Linked DNA regions of Mus musculus: all the other regions are linked to region 1. The links are chromatin contacts, called in public Hi-C maps. All regions are on one chromosome and are shown on one strand. The core of a region is the stretch at or near the end of the contact, and the rest is flanking DNA. Distances in the headings are between cores, read along the strand shown. Region 1 holds the start of Commd8 (COMM domain containing 8). Region 2 overlaps Corin (corin, serine peptidase). Region 3 overlaps Corin (corin, serine peptidase).

Region 1 (4,384 bases), core at 851-3,350:
TTCCGCTCTGCACTACCAGCAACTGAAACCATGTGAACCTAACAGAGTATGAAGACTGGATTTAGGACAAAACTGCTTGCTATGCTTCCTAGTTCCACCAACTCCTCATTTTAGTTACATTCTCTGCGATCCAAGCGTAAGAGAAGAATGTCACCTGACCACACAATGTCATAGAATTACATATGAGCACAGTAACTCGAGCATCTTAGCAGGCACAAGACATCAGAAGGCCGTGAGTCTGCCTTTGTTCTTACTGCTGTTATCACTACTTCCATAGCTCAAGCCTTCCGTGTCCTACTGCAGATAATCACATTCATGTGATACTGTTCCAGGCGACACTTGTATCCTGCCAACCACTTAAATCCAAGTAACTGGGAAATGGCGTTGAGCTAAACGTCTTTAGACTCCAATCGCCTTAGATATGAACCCACTCCGTGGGGAACAGTAACCCCCAAAACACCACACAGATGGGTAACTTCTGACTCACCATATAAAATGGGAATACAACCAAAAGCCACCTGTAATGTCTACCAAACAGTATCCTGACACTCCCTGCAACTCTATAAGGTAAGCATTGTAACTGTTCTCATTTTACAAATGAGGACATTGAGGATAAATGATGCTCTACCATAACAGAGTTCCAATCTATCAAAAAAAGTACACATATAAATAAGTGCGTGTGGTAGAGGAGAGGGGATAGAAAAGGTGTTTATGACGGGTGCAAAGGAACAAGGAAAGAGCTGAATTGAAAAGATGAGTGGCCATTAGGCATTCCCAGCCAACGCAATGTGCCCGCACACAGGACTGGAAATAAAACCCCAGCGCAGGAGTGGGAATTGCATCTTTGGAAAGGCAGACAAGGGTGAAAGGGCAGAGGACCTTTGAAAAGGCGAGTAGGGGCCAAATCACAGAAGGCCTTGCATACAACAGAAAGGAGTGAAGGCTTTAATCTGCACTCAACTTTCCTGTAAGTAATTACATTATTTTTCCAAAACTTTGCCAAGATATTGTGAGCAGGAGTAAGTGTGAGACTATAGAGGCAGAGACCATAAACAGGTAAAGGAGGTTGAAAAGGGGAGGTCCAAGGATGAAACCCAGAGTTTCTTAAATAGAGTGGCCTGGTAAAGAAGGATGGTGACACCACAACAACCAATGCTGTGAAAAGGGAGTGGAGACCCAAACCAGGGATTTCCCATAGCTGTGGCAAAAGGCAGAGGCCCAGGAAGAAGACAGCTGGCTCAGCTCTCAGATTCAGGAGTCAAATGTTTTGGCCATCTCTATATAGGAGGAAAGACACCCTGAAAGTTAGGAGACACAGTCCATAGATAGGTTTGAGCTTTGGCCCTGGCTTGCTGGAAACCTGTGGCTGACATATTTCACTGTCCTCATTTGTAAAATCAAAGAAAATGTTTAAAGTACATTTTCTAAAGAACGGAGGGAGTGGCGTTAAATTTCTTTCATCTACAACTGAAGCCGACTTTGGGTAGAAGGGCCACAGTGGAGACTTCTGAAAGCCTGAGCAGGGCAGAGTGCCACCATCAAATCACTTTCACAGAGGTCTGGACCCTGGGTGTGCTGCAAGAAACCCTGGTTGGCTGTCTCTGGTCTCCACAAGCCTGGCTTTATGGGTGAGCTGTTTTCAGCGGCTGCGATCACCTCTTGGCCAAACTTGAGTGGCTACTCCTTTTCTGGTTAGGAGTTGGTTCCTCCCGCCCTCCAGGGAACAGGTCCCACCGGGTTCGACTCCTCACTGCATCCGCCGGACCTCACACAGAAAGGGGCGTTCGGGAGACCTGAACTCAAAGACTGCGGACGCAGCAGATCTCGGGCTCTACCACCCGAGCTTTCTAGAAGCAAGAAGACCCCACACGCACCCAGGCCTGGGCCATTCCTAAACCGCGTAAAGTCCTTAGGCCGCCATTGTGTCTCCAGGGGCCCAAGAAGAATAGTCCGGACCCCGGCCTTCCCGTGCCCTTCACAAACCCCTCACCCCGGCGCCCTGCTCCGGAGGCAGCTTCTGTAGCCGCCAAAGCGGCGTCCCCTCTTCCGGCTCCATCCCCGAGAAGTAGAGATACCTGTCACGTGACAGGCCTGAACCTTAGGCTTACGCTCCGATTCGTCCACGTGACTTTCTGGAGGGCGGGGCCGGCGGGCGGGCTCAAAGTCCTTGTGCGCATGTGCAAAACCTCAGCCATTGGTTTTCTCCTGTAGAAAAAAGAGCAAGTTTTTTTTCCCTCTTTTTTTTTGGGGGGGGGGGGGGGGGGGGAGGGGCGGTCGAGACTGAGGGGAAGTCTGTTACCCATCCGCTTGCTGCTGAAGGAAGATTTACAGACTTTTGCTCGGTTGAGACTGTGTTCAGAGACAGATCTCATAAACTTTCTTCACTGCAGAAAATCATCTAGTAATAGTCACAGCCTGTATTTGAACCCAGGGCCTTTCCCCCAGAGATCTGACAGTCTCCTAGTCAAAGAGTTTGACCTCAAAGACAAATTAAAGTTACTTTTTTTTTTTAATTTTTTTTTATTTTAAGAAGAGATGTGGGGTGGGGGGCTGGAGAGATGGTTCAGCAGTTAAGAGCACTGACTGCTCTTCCAGAAGTCCTGAGTCCAATTCCCAGCAACCACATGGTGGCTCACAGCCATCTGTAATGAGATCGAATGCTCTCTTCTGGTGTGTCTGAAGACAGCTACTGTGTATTCGTAGACATAAAATAAATAAATCTTTAAAAAAAAAAAAAGATTGGATCCCCCCCCCCCGTTTACAAACAGCAAACGCAATCCAAGACAGAACTCATAGAAAGGCAAAGTTCAGCTATATATTATTAAGCAACCCAAAGACTCATTATCCAAGCTAAGAAACAAAACAACCTGCTGGTAAAGAAAACCCATGTTTATACCCACACATTTACCACAGGAGTGAACCCAAAATTCTTTGAGTTGTAATTTCAATCCAAAAAAAAGAAAGTTCGTGATAGAATGAGCCTTGTCATGAGAAGGTGCCATAACAATTAGGGTGATTACAACCCAATATGTAATGTTAGGATTAAGAGTGTTAGAAAGTGCTGAGAGGCATAGATAGAAAAATAGATAGATAGATAGATAGATAGATAGATAGATAGATAGATAGACAGACAGACAGATAGATAGATATGCCTTGTCCACAGTCACATACATGAGCGATAGCTGCAGAGTTTGAAGAAAGAATGAGAGTTCTGCTGTTCTGCCTGGGTAAAGGAAGGCTTACAGGAATGCATGCTTCTGTGACCATGCAATGTGTAAGTTAATAGTGCAAAATGACATCCATCAGGATATAAAGGATATCAAAAAACGGGATTTAGACAACACTGGACACCAAGAAAAGGTTGACCTTTGAAACATGACTATATTAAAATTGAACTTCTGGCAGATGCTGAATTTAAAATATTACATAAAGTGAGAGGAAAGAGCCCTTAATATTTAATGTCTTTTCATTAGTAATCGCTTGTCTTTGTATGTAATTTAAGGCATCATTTTTTTTTAATTTTCAACTTTTTCATTAAAAAATAAAGCGTGTGTGTGTGTGTGTGTGTCTGTGTGTGTGTCTGTGTGTGTGTCTGTGTGTGTCTGTGTCTGTGTGTGTGGTGTGTGTAGGTTGAGGACAACTTATAGACATTGATTCCTTCCTTTTAGGGTCCTGGGGTCTGGACCCTAGTTTTCAGGCTTGCAAACAAACAAATGTTTTAAGTGCCCTGAAGCACTTTAAAACATTACCTGTCTGTTCTGATCCTACCTCAGCTAGGTGTATTTGCGTTTCTGTCACCCTAACTTTGTTTATAGTAAGGGCTTAAAATGCAGACTCTGGAGTTAAGTTTAAGTCCAGCTCTGTAAATCATTGGTAACTGTTATCGTCTGTATAGCAATGGCAAGCTAGTTCACGTCTCTGGCTGGTCTGCGTCTTCATCTCTCATTATTTAGAATGACCATGCAGACTTTACAGGGCTTGTTTTAAGTTCATACCTGTAAAGTTGTTTACATAAAGCACAGCCTAGCACCTAGAAAATGGTATGATTCCTTTCTAAGGAGACTTCTTCCCCTGCCTGTATATCGCCAAGATACATCCAGCCTGCCTTATGGGCCGTGCAGGCAATGCAGATGAAGGGTTGCAACTGGGAGATGTGAAAGAAGCCAGGGAAGCCTCAGTGCTGAGCAGAAGCTGGAACGCCAGCTTCCTCTTTAGAGAGCTTCTTTCTGGGGTCGTTTCCTTATTTTCTATTGTTCTTCCTGTTTTTGTTGTCTGTCATTTGGGGGTAGAGTTTCGTCCACAAAAAATCTCAAGTTCTTCCTCCCTCCTTTCCGTCCTTCTCCAATTTCTGACAGACATCTACAGTGCATACATATTTGACAAA
Region 2 (4,384 bases), core at 1,253-3,752, 190 kb after region 1:
ACACAGGAAAACACCAAAGGGGCCCGACAGCCACACCAGGCTTCATAGGGTCTTGATGGATGTGAGTAGAAAGAGGAACTGTGGGAATGATTCTTTCCAGATGCTTCCCCCAGTTGCCTGTGCTGTCTCCTATGAGAGAAAGGTGATGGATTGGTTTCCCTGTGCCATAAGAACATCATCTCTACCTCTACCCCCAATGCAAGGCTATGTCTGAAATTTGCTCCCGGCAAGGCGTGGAGATGTCATGATGCCAGGGAGGCACTGGACAGAATAGTGCAGGGTATTCAAAGCTCTTCTTGTGATGCCATAAGCATGTCAGTACATTGTCTCATTCACAGAGGTGTAAATGTGAGGTTTTGGTTTGTAATGGAAAGTAAACCATGGACTTTCACTAGACTAGTGGTTCTCCTAGCAGTGGGCCCAACCCCTTTGGGGATTGAATGATCCATTCACAGGGGTCCCCTGAGACCATCAGAAAACTCAGATATTTATATTCCAACCCATAACTCCAACAAAATTGTAGTTATCAAGTAGCAATAAAAATAATTTTATGGTTGGGTTGCTACAACATGAGGAGCTGTATTAGAGGGTCACAGCATTAGGAAGGTTGAGAACCACCACTCTAGTGAAAATAGAAATTATAAATACATATAAAAACTGCCTACATCCAGTGTCGGCAGAGACACACACTCGTGTAGCCGAGTCACAGCAGACCACTATGGCTGTCACCATCAACCATGACTTCACACAGGAGTCACTGAGGACATAGAAGATATCCTGAGGCCTGAATCCTACTCAATGCATCTTCAGAAAGCACTGAAAAATGGGGTAATTTTTTTGTGAGATGGTAAGAATTAGTGTCTCCAGAGGCTAGAATCCAAGGAGTGGATGGCTCTGTCCAATGGATATCAACTTTCTTCGCTCACAGCATCCAGGGCATCAAACCAGACACAGTACTGGTCACGTGTGCTAAGCAATCAGCTTTACTAATATATTCCCTGTCTATGTGCCTATTTGTTTATTGTCCCTCTATATTCTAGTTAATTTTGCATTGAAGAAGAGAAAGAAATGTGGTTGGCACATGCCTTTAACCCAAGGACTCAGGAGGCAAAACCCAGCAGATATCTAAGAGTTCAAGGCCAGCCAGGTCTACATAGAGAGTTCCAGCCTAGTTGGAGATACATAGTGAAACCCTGTTACGAAAAAAAAAAAAGGAAGAAATGAGCAATTGTTCCTTGAATAACTTCCTATCTATTATTCCCTGTTCTCTCTTTGCGAATTCCAACTGAAAGAAGCAAACATCACGTAGAGGGGGGGTGGTCAAGAAGCTAAGCACTATTGATGCTAATAATGTTAAGCACTGTAAAATAATCACATTCCCGTCTATAGGAACAGACTTACAAAGGGATAGGCTACCTATCCATCTAGGTAGAGAATCAGGCACACATACACCCAGAGGCTCCTTGAGAGATGTCTACAAGTCAGGTATAGAAGCTGCTTCCAATAATGGAAGGACCAACACCTAAGCCAGTTTTAAATGCCCAGAAGATAAGATCTTCCAGTGTTTGCTGTATGAAAAGGATCATTTATATCCTGGGATATAATTCACCTCAAATGTTACAAGGCCACTGGAAGTCCATGCCTCCCTTAGTCTATTAGACTTAAAGCTTCCCAAGGCCTTGATGGAGAGGATATGTAATATGAAGTAATTCTTAATCCAAAACTGAGGATGGAGGAAACAATTAATTACTCCAAGTGAGAGAAGTGATATAATAACTGAATCTGGGAGGAACAAATCATTAAAAAAAAAAATCAGTCTTTGGAAATTTTCTAGTTCAGTTAAAATTTCCCACAGGAGTTTATTTGCCATTCTTCACTCGTGGCCATTCTGTCTCCCCTCAGCTAATCTACTGGAAAGTAATTTAGAGACAGCCACCTGCTTTCACCATTGCAGCCACCACACTGTCAATGACACAAATTAATGCAATGATTCCCAGACCTTAATTGTCCACCAACGTGTTTGGAACAGTGAGGATGCATCTATCAGAAGCATAAAATGACCAAATTTTATGTGACGGTTGGGATGAATCTCCTAGTTGCTTCTTGGATGAAGTCTCTAGTCTGGAAGCTGTGCTTTTAATAAAAATAAAAAACTAGAAAATAAAAGAAGGAAGATAACATCTGCCTGCAGATGGCTCCACGAAAATAATTTATAGGAACTGATGATGAGGAGAAAGTGGTGGTAATGACATTAAGCAATGCGGATGGATGGCCCATCCGCAGCCACACATTTGTTTCTTATTTCGTTAATGAAGACCATTTTGGTTCTTTTTCTGCTACCACATGCAACCTTTGGACAAAAACAAAGGCCAATGTATGTGCTCTTTTGGAGCAATTCCAACTTCAGGAGTTTATGGCAATGTGGTAGAAAGAGGCTGGGTGTACTGTCTGTCACAGAAATTGCCCGTGTCAGCTGTTGTACTTACTGCAGTTACTCAGGCTGCTGTCTGAGTCACACAGAGAGCTACCAGCACAGGATTCGACGCAGGAACTGCCAAGGCATCCCTGTTCTCCTTCTGGACATGGCGTCTGACCTATGGAAGGGGAAAAACCCAACAGCTTTCATCACCTGCCAATCTCCAACCCTCTGTCTGAAGGACTAAGAATGATGTCTTCTGGGGCTGAAGGATGACACAGCTTTAATTTCCTTCCAATCTCCCTCCCAATATTGAACACATATGGAAAAGGCCTGCTCTGGGTTCATCCTCTCACCAACTAAGTGCAGGCCAGTATCCAAAAGAACTCCGTACAAAACAAAGCCACGGCAAACCACACTGAAGGAAAGAAACAGATGGTTGCTTCCAGTTGGAAAACCATACTCAGTTGTTACATAGGTACCTATACTTAACAAAATGAAGTGCACGTGATGTGAGGCCAAGAGGACCACACAAAGATACTGGCATTCTGGTTTGTAAATGACATCTTACTTATCTGCCCCACCTCTCATCTCTCCAGTTTAAGGAAAAGACTTTCCCTGATAACCAACAGGGCATCAAGGCAAAAGCTCTACTTCAAGTAGAAGCCTTTTATCATAGTGTCAGTCTTTCACTGCTGCTACCCAGACTTCCAGCATCCCTAGAAAGTATCACTGATCTCTGATGACCTAACATCGGGGCTTTTTCTTTCCAAACGAATAGTGGCAGCAGAAGCCTTTGCCCCGATTGCTTTTCACTAAGGTATGTGGAAAGGAAACTGTGTTTGCTGTTGATTTCCGGGTTATGTGTAGATTAAGTGGATAAAGTAATAAATTGCTACCCATTTTCTTTCCATCTCTTCCCCAATATTATGGTCAATTACTTTCAGACATGCCATATGAAATCCAGAATATCTTGCAAGGCACCACTGATATATAGCCATATATGTATCCTAATCCATGCTTATCCACAATCCTAAGTCAATGGATATTGTATTGGACTCCTCCTCCAGCCCCTCTTGTGGTGAAATGTTATATATTGTCTCCTTGCATAAAAGATGTCACCGTTTTTTTTCCTCCCTCAAGGCAACCTTAAACATTTTTCGTAAGTGTAAGCTCTTCATGACATTTTAGGATGTTGTGTATTCGATAGTTCAGCAAATATTAAGTGCCTGCTTTGTGGCCAGAAACCGAATGCTGAAAGACAAAAGGCCACGCCTGCTCTGTGCAGCATCTCCAAGTTTAACAAGGATGACTCCTGACCTCATGAGCCTGTGCAAACAGCCCTTTACCAGAGATGTTTATCAAGAACAACTGAGGGACACTAGGGCTTGGACTAGGCTGCCCAAGGAAGCGTTCCAATCAGATGGGATAAGTTGTCATAGGAAGGGGAGAACAACTCTCTAAGCAGAAAAGCAACAGGAAACGACCTGTAGAAGAAGGCACACCATGGTCTTTGCTCTGTATGTAGTGTAAAACACCTTCCCCTTCCTATCTCCAGACATTGGCCATGTGCTGCCGTGGGTCTGCCGTGCTCATCTGAGCTCCCCTCTTCCGAGAGAGCTCTCTTCTCAGTCTTCAGCTTGATGTCCTAGTATGTCTCCATCATAAGCTTTTGACAGGAGCTCTTTGCCAAGTGTGCACAACACACAGAAGCACAGCACTCTGAATTCTTGGCAGCCTGAGCTGCACGGTTGGAGATTGATCATAAACTCTCCATCTGATGCGAAGAGAGAGCGCCATCACTTGTTTTGTTAGACTGAATTCCCAGCAGGAAAAAAAAAATGACCCCGTATTAGCCGTGTATCAACAGGAGATATGTATTCAGCTTTTCCCAGGCACTTGCCCTGCACAGCAGTAATTATCTTCTGAGCTGATGTGGAAGCTGTGACCTAGAAAGGTAGAGTGACT
Region 3 (4,384 bases), core at 1,156-3,655, 160 kb after region 1:
AAAATAGATGAACTTGGTTGGTAAAAGCCATGGAATAATTTAGGATTCATTGGCTTAGATGGCTGACAGGCGTGTGAATGCAGGGCAGGTGACAGAGACCAGAAGCTTACCACAGCCCCATTCATCAGAACTGTCTGAGCAGTCGACCCATCCGTCGCACCAAAGGTCACGCGGCACACACTCATGGTTGGCACATTCCAGCTCATTGTCTTGGCAAAATGCTGGCGGGGAGACCAAGAGGAAGAGGATGCAAATGTTTGAGAGAGCAGACGGAAGACATCGCAGGAAGAAAGCAAGCTCTGTTCATGTGCATAGATCGCTTCTTAGGGATCCTACTATTAAATTACTGTCTGGGTCACATACAAATCTCTTTTTGATTTTTTTAAAATTATAGTAAATCTCCTTGATTGCCTACTTAGCATCCATTTCCCGTCTTTCGTCCATGAAAAGGAAACCTGATGTTGTCCAGGGCTTCATACCAACCATCCCACATCCCAGAGGAAGACATTGATTAGTGTAACATTGGCATGGCTTTTTGCTGACTATTCTTATCTGAGAGTCATAATCAGTCCAGGATTAAATGCAATTCCACAACAGGTCTTTGCTCTATGATTTTATGATTTATGCCCTGCAAAACAGCATGCAACTAAACTCTGCTCACCACACCATGGGCCTTAGCCTGGAACCAGGCCAGGCTGGTGCAGGCAGCTTTTCCTAATCCCTGCCTGGAGCCATGCTTTGGGTGTTTGTAGAAAATGTCTTTTCTAATCCTCACAGAAGCCCCTTGCTACAGGCTGTCACCCTGCCCAGTGCTGACCCATGGGGAGTCCTTTAGTGATATTCCAGAGGAAGGAGCTGAATCCTCCCTTCTTCCTACTGAACGTGATCAAGGCCGCTCACCCACCCTGAGGTCAGGCTGAAAGGAAAGGGTCACAGACAAGATGATGTATTTCTCTACTCCACTGTAGCCTTGTGAATTCATTCTGCCATGACTTTTACTGTAGTAATATAAGACATGTACAATATACACAATAAATGTATTCACTTTTTTGTTGAGCTTTCTGTTAATTGTAAGTTAAATGCCTAAAGATATTTTAAACTAGTACTACAGATGATGGCTGTATATCATCTAGACGTAAAAGATTTCAAAAGCACACAAAACTTAAAACCACCACCACAGGCAAGGGCAAACTTTTCATGATCTTCCGGTGTTTTTCTTAGCATATGTATATTTATTTCTAAAACTCAGGACAACGCTGCCCATACTACTGTGTATCTCCTGTTCTTCAAGTGCTGTCTTTGAGATAAGTGTCCTTTGAGGCCATTTCTTAGAGGCTTAGTCTCAAGCCTGCAATATTATTGGAAAGCTGAAGAACTGCTTTTTTAAAAAGGGAGATGCGAGGGACATCGTGCAGCCAGTGAAGACATGATCTTGAAGGACATGGTGGGACTGCAGCCTCTTCTTTTTCTTTCCTAATACACAGCCTTGAAGTTAATATGCTTCTCTGCTGTTTCCTCTCCTCTAAATCATGGACTGAAACATCCCAAACTCTAAGCAAAATAAACCCAACTTCTTACATTGATTCTCCTTGGGTAGCCTGTTAACTAATGGGAAACCAACTAACACATCAACTAAAGATACATAACGAACCCAGATCAAATAACTCAGGAGTGTGAGTTTAATGTTGACATTGTGTTTCATCTTATGGTTAAATTTTATGTCTTACATTTTGGATACTAGCATGAGGTCTTTTAATGTTTTCATGTTGTTAGAATATTATTTGTATGTATTTAAAAAACATTAGTCTTCTTGGAATATATATCTTTGTAGACATAAGTATGGTCAAAAGAACTAAACAAACTAAAAGCTTTTCATGTGTATTTCCAACTTTCTAGCTTATATTTAAAGTGAAGCAATGTGTACTTGAAATACACAACACTGTTAGCAAGTTCATAAAGGCGCTTACAGCAGTTTTTTTCATCCATACTGTCTGGACAATCTGGAAACCCATCGCAGATTAATGTATGCTTCAGACATTGCTTATTAAATGGACATTCCCAAAGAGCTCTCTCTTTACAACCTGGAAACAGAAGAAAAAGCTATTAGATGCAGAGTTGAAATTGATGGTGAAATATAATTGAATAAGGTTAAAAAAAATTTTAGCATAAAGGCCTGGTTTCTTCTCAAAGACTGTGGATGTCTGTGGTGACTATGAATCGTGTGATTCTGAAAGTAGGAGCTCACGGCAGTCTCCATTCTGCTCTGTGAACAGAACAGCATGCCTAACCAAAGATCCAAATCAACACACGGGAAATGAAAAAACGTGAAAAAGCAGCTATGTGTTAGCATCCTTCCTGAGTTGTTCCTTTTGCTTTCTGAGTCTGCGTGCCAACATGCACGGCTCATCTATAAAGCGAGTCATGCTTTTAAGCACATATGCCAAAACCTAGAGATGTAAATTCGTGCGTGCAATCTTAAAATGTAATTTCAGCCTACAAACAGAGACCATCTGTGTTTCACGAAAGAGGCCCCTCCCATGTTAAGTACTTACAAAACTCATTTTTAGGAGCCAGGTGCAAAATTCATTACTTTCCTGGGCCAGAGATCTAAGGTTGGAAACCTCATCAATTACTATGGAAAATTGAAACGGTTTGGAAAAGATAAGGATTGTGGGTTTACAACTTGAACTTCAATTTCCCTTCAAGGAGCAAGCACTTTAGGCTACATCTCCTACATATCATTTGGTTAAGTGTAATGTGTTTGAATGTCTTCTAAGATATGCCAAGATTCTACTGTAACTAGATGACTCAGGAGAACCAGGGTCCTGACTGTCCTGTGAGGGTAGGAAAGAAAAGATTTCATAGCTTTGAACTTTTATGTGTTTTAGGTTTTGAAATGGTTTCACCTGTAGTCTAGGCTGTCCTCGACCTCAAGACCTGCCTATCTGATTATCGTAAACTGCTCCATTGACTTTTCTGATGTCAGTAATTTCTCTGAGAACAGTGGTTAGCTCAGTCTAGACACTGAATCCATAGTTAATTTAAATGCAACTTCACTTCATCTAAGGAACAACAAACTCTGGTTCTCAAAAATAAATAAATAAGTAAAAATAAACGTTAAGATTATCTAAATCTCAAAGTAGTGACCAAATAAGGATACTCTTAAAAGCTATGTCTCATCAGACCTATCATAAAGAATTAGGAGAGCTCTCATAGATGATTAACTCAGGATTCTTGGAATTCACTGGGGAAAAAAATCTCATTGTTAAAAATGGTTATTCAAAACAAGGATCAAAATTCTTTACCAGAATAGAAATTTTACTGAGCTAAAATTAAGTTTGGAGTGTTTTATCACCCAAACATGGGAAAGATAAATGATAAGAGACCTGCACAGGCCATTCACCTGGAGTGGCCTTAGGTCCAGACAGATATTCAATGAATGATAGATATTCAATGAATGATAGATATTCAATGAATGAGTTCACTGAATGGGATTCAGGGTTTCCAGCTGGCAGAGGCTGCCAACCCTAACTGCAATGTTATGATATGATGTCTTTCAAAAGGAACCCTGAACTCTGCCCAATAGCCTAAGCTCGTTCCATCAGAAAGCAGTGCAAACACAGAAAGTGTTACCGATTGATGTTGTTGTTGTTGTTGATGGTGGTGGTGGTGTTGTTGTTGTTGTTGTTGTTGGTGGTGGTGGTGGTGGTGGTGGTGGTGGTGGTGGTGGTAGTGATGGTGGTAGAAAAACCACTACATCAGTGGGAGATGAGAGAAAGAAGCTTGATACAAAGAGACCTTTGAAATGAATGAAGAGTTTGTACACTTAGAAGGGACTAATAAAAAAAAAAACAAGCAGAGGGACAGATCACCGGGCACAAGGCCTTCTGCAGTGTGTACTCATACCAACAACATTACCACAACAATGGCATTCATTATTTACTGTGTATGCACTCTCCAACCTTGGGTATTCTATGACATTTGTGTTTCCTTTACGTATACTTTTTGTTAGAAAAGTCTGTACAAGCAAACATCTCTTGGAGATAAAGGTGGTAAGAACAGAGGAAGTAAAGTGAGAGGAGGTCATGGCATTTGTCATACGGAAGGCAGTATTATTTGTGAAAAAGCCACTTTGTCTATAAAGCGACATTTTTGATATAAGTGGGTCTTCAAATAAATATAGATGAGATAGGATACTTCACACAGCTGTAGCTTATGAGACCAAATAGCAGTGGTTGTTAGAACAACAATCGCCCAGCTCAGGAAAAACCAGCAAGACATGCCAAAGGAGGGCAGTGCTAGGTGAGGTATCAAGTCCTGATCTGCCCAGAACTTTGCTAGCTCAAGCACCAAATGCTAAGCTAAAACTGACAGGTCCTCTAAA

Evidence for each region. Hi-C and Micro-C count contacts between places; a contact is called where the count stands out from the background.
Region 2: a contact with region 1 is called in a Hi-C map of the N1E-115 cell line, with 7 times the contacts expected there. The contact joins the enhancer-like site here to the promoter of Commd8 in region 1. A contact is called at or near these places in 10 of 39 promoter capture datasets (the 3T3-L1 cell line, 3T3-L1-derived adipocytes, the C10 cell line and 5 more) and 6 of 484 Hi-C or Micro-C datasets (the G1E-ER4 cell line, the N1E-115 cell line, embryonic fibroblasts and 2 more).
Region 3: a contact with region 1 is called in a Hi-C map of cortical neurons. The contact joins the enhancer-like site here to the promoter of Commd8 in region 1. A contact is called at or near these places in 8 of 39 promoter capture datasets (the 3T3-L1 cell line, 3T3-L1-derived adipocytes, the HPC-7 cell line and 4 more), 6 of 484 Hi-C or Micro-C datasets (the N1E-115 cell line, cortical neurons, embryonic stem cells and 1 more) and 1 of 115 datasets of contacts at active chromatin or transcription factors (bone marrow-derived macrophages).

What each region holds. Positions count from the first base shown.
Region 1 is chr5:72,166,089-72,170,472 of GRCm38.p6, forward strand. Commd8 (COMM domain containing 8) reads right to left here and starts at 2,101. Exons shown (of 5, transcript NM_178599.5): 1 at 1,991-2,101. The coding sequence starts at 2,056.
Region 2 is chr5:72,351,384-72,355,767 of GRCm38.p6, forward strand. It overlaps Corin (corin, serine peptidase), which reads right to left. Exons shown (of 22, transcript NM_016869.3): 10 at 2,487-2,594. Among named protein-coding and RNA genes, the nearest start is that of Gm23712, 65 kb to the right of the region's middle. Within about 2 kb of position 2,503, at least 2 of the 459 cell types and tissues checked have an H3K27ac peak or open chromatin away from gene starts, as enhancers often do. A contact at or near this core is called in the N1E-115 cell line, where this site is marked.
Region 3 is chr5:72,330,701-72,335,084 of GRCm38.p6, forward strand. Corin (corin, serine peptidase) reads right to left here. Exons shown (of 22, transcript NM_016869.3): 14 at 1,968-2,081; 15 at 111-221. Among named protein-coding and RNA genes, the nearest start is that of Gm23712, 86 kb to the right of the region's middle. Within about 2 kb of position 2,406, at least 3 of the 459 cell types and tissues checked have an H3K27ac peak or open chromatin away from gene starts, as enhancers often do. A contact at or near this core is called in cortical neurons, where this site is marked.